Regions from separate parts of the Pan troglodytes genome. Here region 2 is linked to region 1. The links are chromatin contacts, called in public capture Hi-C maps. All regions are on one chromosome and are shown on one strand. Each heading gives the region's core, a stretch centred on a gene start, on an enhancer-like site or on the middle of the called end of the contact. The rest is flanking DNA. Distances are from core to core; before and after follow the strand shown.

Evidence for each region. Capture Hi-C pulls out chosen DNA fragments and counts their contacts.
Region 2: a contact with region 1 is called in a capture Hi-C map of stem cell-derived neural stem cells, with 4 times the contacts expected there. The contact joins two enhancer-like sites. A contact is called at or near these places in 1 of 1 datasets of contacts at active chromatin or transcription factors (stem cell-derived excitatory neurons) and 1 of 1 other capture datasets (stem cell-derived neural stem cells).

The regions. Positions count from the first base shown.
Region 1 is chr6:92,094,870-92,098,098 of NHGRI_mPanTro3-v2.0_pri, reverse strand. No RefSeq gene overlaps it. Among named protein-coding and RNA genes, the nearest start is that of CACNA2D1, 300 kb to the right of the region's middle. Within about 2 kb of position 1,633, at least 1 of the 24 cell types and tissues checked has an H3K27ac peak or open chromatin away from gene starts, as enhancers often do. A contact at or near this core is called in stem cell-derived neural stem cells, where this site is marked.
Region 2 is chr6:92,508,385-92,511,613 of NHGRI_mPanTro3-v2.0_pri, reverse strand. PCLO (piccolo presynaptic cytomatrix protein) reads left to right here. Exons shown (of 25, transcript XM_001160384.8): 2 at 429-2,073. Among named protein-coding and RNA genes, the nearest start is that of PCLO, 7.7 kb to the left of the region's middle. Within about 2 kb of position 1,748, at least 1 of the 24 cell types and tissues checked has an H3K27ac peak or open chromatin away from gene starts, as enhancers often do. A contact at or near this core is called in stem cell-derived neural stem cells, where this site is marked.

The DNA.
Region 1 (3,229 bases), core at 384-2,883:
ATAAGGGCAAGAAGATACATAAATTTGACCTTTACTTTGCAGGGGATACCTCAAATGCCCCTGATCACTGGACCCCTAAAAAACCTGACTGAAATTGCAGTTTTCAGAAATGTGTCTTTGCAAGGCTTCCAAAATACTAGCCACTGTTTCTTGAACTGTCAAAATCAGCATAGTGTCATCAATAAAATAAATAAATAAATCATAATAAATCAACAAATCAATGTAATAGCCTATGAAGTGTCCAGATGGTTGAGATCAATTTTAAATATATTATGACAAAGGGTTGAAAGAGTTAATATAGTCCTAGGGTAAAACTGTAAGTCAATATTGCTGTCCATTCCACATATATGAAAATTTCCGTGATTTTTTCTGATCAGAATTTTTTTAAATTATGCATTTGCAAAATCCACATCTGCATACTACATTACCTGAAGCCTTAATATCGGCTCTAGCAATAATACCATCCATGGTATAGTAGCTACAACAAGAACTATTACTTGGCTGAGCTTACAGTATCTATAGTCTATATTTATTCTCCAGGATCCATTTATTTTACCCATGGAGAAGAATGGTAAGTTAAACAGAGATATGCTAGGGCCATACATCCCTGCAACCTTTAGCTCTTGAATGGCATGTTTATTCTACCTTTCCTCCCTGTCCCCCAGAGATACACTGATTTACTATCTTGGTACAGGTAGGAGGGAGGAATAATTTCAGAGGTTTCCACTTGGTCTTTCCAAGAAGTCCAAAGACCAAACATGGGGAATATGCCAAATGCCAGGTAAAATACCAATTGCATATTGAAGACCAGGAAATGACCACCAGATATGTCTGTGAACACAGTGAATCCACTCTAGGCCAGGCTTTAGCAGACTCCACTTATTACATGGCTCCTGTAAATCTCCACCCTAACTAGAGTGCCATGATGATTCACTGAGTCACCAGGTATCAACGTCAACTCAGAAATCTGTTCAACATTCCTCTGAGTACTTCTTTTTTCCTAGTAAATGGTCACATGAGTAAATAACTAGAAGTCCCTTTGAGAAAAGACTTGGGGAATCATTACAGTATATACATGCTTTGTATTGGAGACTTGTTCCTTTATGGGCACATGGTCATCCCTTTAGTAAATGAATCCTGAAACTCAAAATTAATTTAGGCGTGAGAACTAGGCAAAGCATTGTAACTTTATTTGTGGCAACTGGCCTCAGCCTCCCGCTTCTTCATTCTAGCTTATTTCTGATTGCAGATGTCAAGCAGCTCACTCATTAGCTACCCATCTATTTTGCCCCTAGTGATGCCATATTGTATTAACAACCTCCATAACTCCCTGAAGGTCAAGCCCCCTTGACTACTCCAATCTTGTGTGTCCCCTGCTTTTGTCTGTTAAGCCCTGCCACTTAGCCTCGATTATTCAGGGTCTCATCATGCTTATGAATACTAATCAGACCTGTTCTGGGAGCCCCTCTCCATCCAACTGCCCGTCATTCTGAGATGAGCTGCCACTGAACTTATGGATGCTGCTGCCCTCACCAATTGATTCCTGTTGGCTGAAGGACTCCCTGTGACCTCCCATGAAGCATAACATTTAATGGGGCTTCTGGCCCTACATGCCATGCATTCCATCAGGCCCACATTCCTGAGCCTTTTGCTTCTGCCAGGCAACCCAGACATTTCCCCTTTGCTCGGCCAGGGCCATCACTTATTCCTGGCTTTTAAGAGCCACTCTTAGCAGAAAGTTTGTTCTGTATTCTGGGGTCCTTACCAGGGTATAAAATCAAATGTCTCAAAAAAAGTACTGCCAAGTCCATTGTTCTTATTCAGTCTTTCACTCTGGCTTCCGTGATCAAGCACCCTCAAACCTAACCCCAGGGGTGATCCCTTGGCTACTGTTTGTACATTGTAGCATATACCTGAAACTCCTTCAGTTTATAAACTCATTTCTCCCTTATCAGCCCAGCATGTCTCCAGTTAGATTGTGCTAGAATTCAGTCACAGTTTTCAGCTTTATAATCAGGATAGGCAGGAGGGGCAACTCTTGAGAAGGTCACCTGTCGTCTTGCAAAGGAGAGGCTGCTCTGTAACTTTTTCCTGTGGGGGAGCAGTACTAGCTCTTACTAGGGAGGAACAGCCTTCTCCCTTCTGCAAATTCTGAGGGTCAGAGGGGTCTGAAAAGCCACAATTCTCAGGGATATGGTCAAAGTAAAAATTGCACTGGAAGGCAAAGAAGACTTTATTCAAAGCTGCTAAAACAAAAGAGAGAGGTCGTCTGAAGTCAACTGTATTGAAACAAAGGGAAGGAGGAATTTTCAGAACTGGGATGATCTACTGGAAAAGTGCTGGAGGACATGGGGTGGGGGTTGGGCGGTTGATCAGTGGGATGTGCTAATCCTGAGTTTGCAAATGTTTTTTCTCAATTATTAGGCCATCCATGTTTGCTAATTGGTGCCCATAAAAGTTAGGCTCCCATTCGCACACAGAAACTGAAAGATAGGTGCACTATCTTTCCTCGAAATTACATGTCAAAAGAGTGGCTTCTAAGTCCTCAAGAAAGACTTTCCTGGATTATGAGAGGACCTCAGGGGTTTTAAAGCCATCCCGGTCATCGTTGACTCAGGTGTTCCAATTCTATCTGGTAGGGTTCCAGAGATCCTAACCACAGCCCTAACCTTAAGGGAAACCTGTACTGTCTTTGCTGAACATTAAAATGTCTCTGGAGCCTCTGTAGTTCTCACTATGAAATCCCGGGTCTGCTTCTCAGCAACTATCAGCTCTTCCATTGCAGGAAGTAAGGGCTTCTTCCTAAACTACCATAAAGGGCCTCTGGCTATCACAGCTAACTTTACGAATTTGTCAACTTCCTTATCATTTATCATTATACCTCTATAAAGCAACACTTCAACTTAGTAGTAAATAGTCAGTTCTGCTGTCCTTACAGGCATTGTTCACTCTGTGTCTTTCAAATGCCTTGATCCTCACATAAAGGACATTCCTCTCCCTGGGGACTTTTCCTAAGTCATCACTCCTGAAATCAGCAGCAATTGGGCTGCCACCTTATTCAGAAATTATCTATGCTTTGCATTTCAGACGATGTATTTCCTTTTTAAGTGTTAAATATTCTTTATTTGATATTACACATACACCACACTAAAATGCCTTTCAATAAGTACAAGAAACTTTTTTTTTTTTCCTGACAGAGTCTTGTTCTGTTGCCCAGGCTGGAGGTCAG
Region 2 (3,229 bases), core at 499-2,998, 410 kb before region 1:
TTTGATAAAAAGAAAAAAATACACTCTGTGAACATGTATGCCTTATAATATGACTTTGTATTGATTTATTGAGGTTTTAATTTAAACCTATATTTAGTTAAGTTTTAAGGCCAGATTCTATTAAGTGCAAAGGTAAATTACTTTTATTATAAGTATTTTCTAATTATATATTTTAATTTTTATCACTCAGCAAGTTTTTTTTTCTTCACTTGCTTGTTGAAAATCTCTACCCATTTAAAGAAAGAAGAAAAAGCATTAAAAGTTTTATGATCACTTAAAGGATGCTACAAAAATGGGTTCTAGTTATATTTATACATTCATAATTTTGAAGATATAAGCAATAGGTTTTTTGTATTACTTTGATTTGAAATAATTTCCATTATTTTCACTTGATTTTTTTTTTTTTTTTTTTTTTTTTACTCTTCTAGGAAACAAGAGTTGGATAGTAGTCATCCTCCAAAGCAATCAGGAAGACCCCCGGACCCTGGGCGTCCAGCTCAACCTGGTCTCAGTAAAAGTAGAACTACAGACACTTTCAGGTCAGAGCAGAAATTGCCTGGGAGGAGTCCTTCCACTATTAGCTTGAAAGAATCAAAGTCCAGAACTGATTTAAAGGAAGAGCACAAGTCTAGTATGATGCCTGGCTTCCTCTCAGAGGTTAACCCTTTAAGTGCTGTTTCCTCTGTTGTAAATAAATTCAACCCTTTTGATTTGATATCAGACTCTGAGGCATCCCAGGAAGAAACCACCAAGAAACAAAAAGTGGTTCAGAAGGAGCAAGGAAAACCTGAAGGAATCATAAAACCTCCTTTACAACAACAGCCACCCAAGCCGGTTCCTAAGCAGCAAAGACCTGGTAGGGATCCACTTCAGCAGGATGGCACTCCCAAATCAATATCTTCTCAACAACCAGAAAAAATTAAATCGCAACCTCCAGGTACAGGAAAGCCAATTCAGGGTCCTGCCCAGACTCCTCAGACAGACCATGCAAAATTGCCACTTCAACGAGATGCATCCAGGCCTCAGACTAAACAGGCAGACATAGTAAGGGGAGAATCAGTTAAACCCTCACTGCAAAGCCCATCCAAACCACCTATTCAGCAACCAACTCCTGGAAAACCTCCAGCACAGCAGCCTGGACATGAAAAATCACAGCCTGGTCCTGCAAAGCCCCCAGCTCAGCCCTCAGGGCTAACAAAGCCACTGGCTCAACAACCAGGGACAGTGAAACCCCCAGTCCAGCCACCAGGGACAACAAAGCCTCCAGCTCAGCCTCTTGGTCCTGCTAAGCCTCCAGCTCAGCAGACTGGGTCAGAGAAGCCTTCATCGGAGCAGCCTGGGCCAAAGGCTCTAGCTCAGCCTCCTGGAGTTGGAAAGACTCCAGCTCAACAGCCAGGGCCAGCAAAGCCTCCAACCCAGCAGGTGGGGACACCAAAACCCCTAGCTCAACAACCTGGGCTACAGTCTCCAGCTAAGGCACCTGGGCCTACAAAGACTCCAGTTCAGCAGCCTGGGCCAGGAAAGATTCCAGCTCAACAGGCAGGACCCGGAAAGACTTCTGCCCAGCAGACTGGCCCAACAAAGCCTCCTTCACAACTGCCTGGCCCAGCAAAGCTCCCACCTCAACAGCCTGGCCCAGCAAAGCCCCCACCTCAACAGCCTGGCTCAGCAAAGCCCCCACCTCAACAGCCTGGCTCAGCAAAGCCCCCACCTCAACAGCCTGGCTCAGCAAAGCCCCCACCTCAACAGCCTGGCTCAGCAAAACCCCCATCTCAACAGCCTGGCTCAGCAAAACCCTCAGCTCAACAGCCTAGCCCAGCAAAGCCCTCGGCTCAGCAATCTACAAAACCAGTAAGCCAAACAGGATCTGGAAAACCTCTGCAGCCACCAACAGTGTCTCCATCTGCAAAACAGCCTCCTTCACAAGACCTCCCTAAAACCATCTGTCCTCTTTGCAATACCACTGAACTTCTGTTGCATGTTCCAGAAAAGGCCAATTTTAACACATGCACTGAGTGTCAAACCACTGTCTGTAGTCTCTGTGGTTTTAATCCCAATCCTCATTTAACGGAGGTAAGTGCATTTATTCACTGAGTCCATACTCTTCAGCCATATCATCATCTTATACAAATGATGCTTAACTAAACACATATATGACATGATGGCATTGTCTTTCTCTGGATTCTCCCCTCCTTCGTTCGTTTTGTTTTCTGCCAGTTGTAATTTTTTTTTAACATTTCCCTGACCAGAAGCCTCAAACATTGCCACAATTTCTGAAAATTTGACATATAAGACAAATATAAATTGATTGAAAGATGCTGGGCATCTACTCATTTCACTCTGTATTTAAGACCCACACTGTTATTTAGCATACAATGATATTGCTTTAACTTTTACATTGGTGTTCCTACCTATCAAAATTTTGGTATTCGTAAATGTTATTTATATTTGTGTTAGAAAAAAACGTGGACAGTGTTTTCAAATTCTGAATACAATTTTAACTTAAAACTGAATAGAGTTTTTTAATCTCCACATCCCTTTTCCCTGCTAGTAATTCTGATATATCAAATGAGGGCATGTTGAGAGTCCTTAATAACAGTATTAAATCATTTCACAAAATGAAGAAGTTGTTAGAGCAGGTTCAGAATGTATGGGTGACTTCTCAGATGACAGTTTATATCGCCTAGGCTTGAATCTGGGTAGCCTTATGTTTCCAAGGGTTAGCTGGGTAATACTTCCTGACTCATCAAATTATAAAAAGGTTAATTGTGATATAGATGAGTACAAGTTTGTTTACTCAGATTGAGGATAGAAGAGTAGTTCTCAGCAAGTTAACTGACTTTATTAATATTAGTTCAGCATGAAAAGGCCTGGAAAAATGTAGCATTTTAATAGGTAGAGATTCAGAGTTTTTTTTTTTTTTTTAGGGGAAGAGACAAGAAGATACAAAGCATTTTTAAAAACTCAGAAATTCTCTGGCATTAAGAAATAAAACAGTGAAGATGGTATAAAGAAATGGGCAGTGAGGTTGGAGATAGGTTAGAGTCAGACTTTGGCTTTCCACATTTAGTAGGTAGTGATCAGCATATAAATAGAGAAGAGGTTTAGGCTCTAAGAGAATATGAGGGATTCCTTTTTTTAAGAGATCTAATAGCCTCTACTTAATGAGAAGGCACAGAAATCATTTAGCCTGTCTGGAGGACAACTGTTAGTGGGCTATCTGTGCATT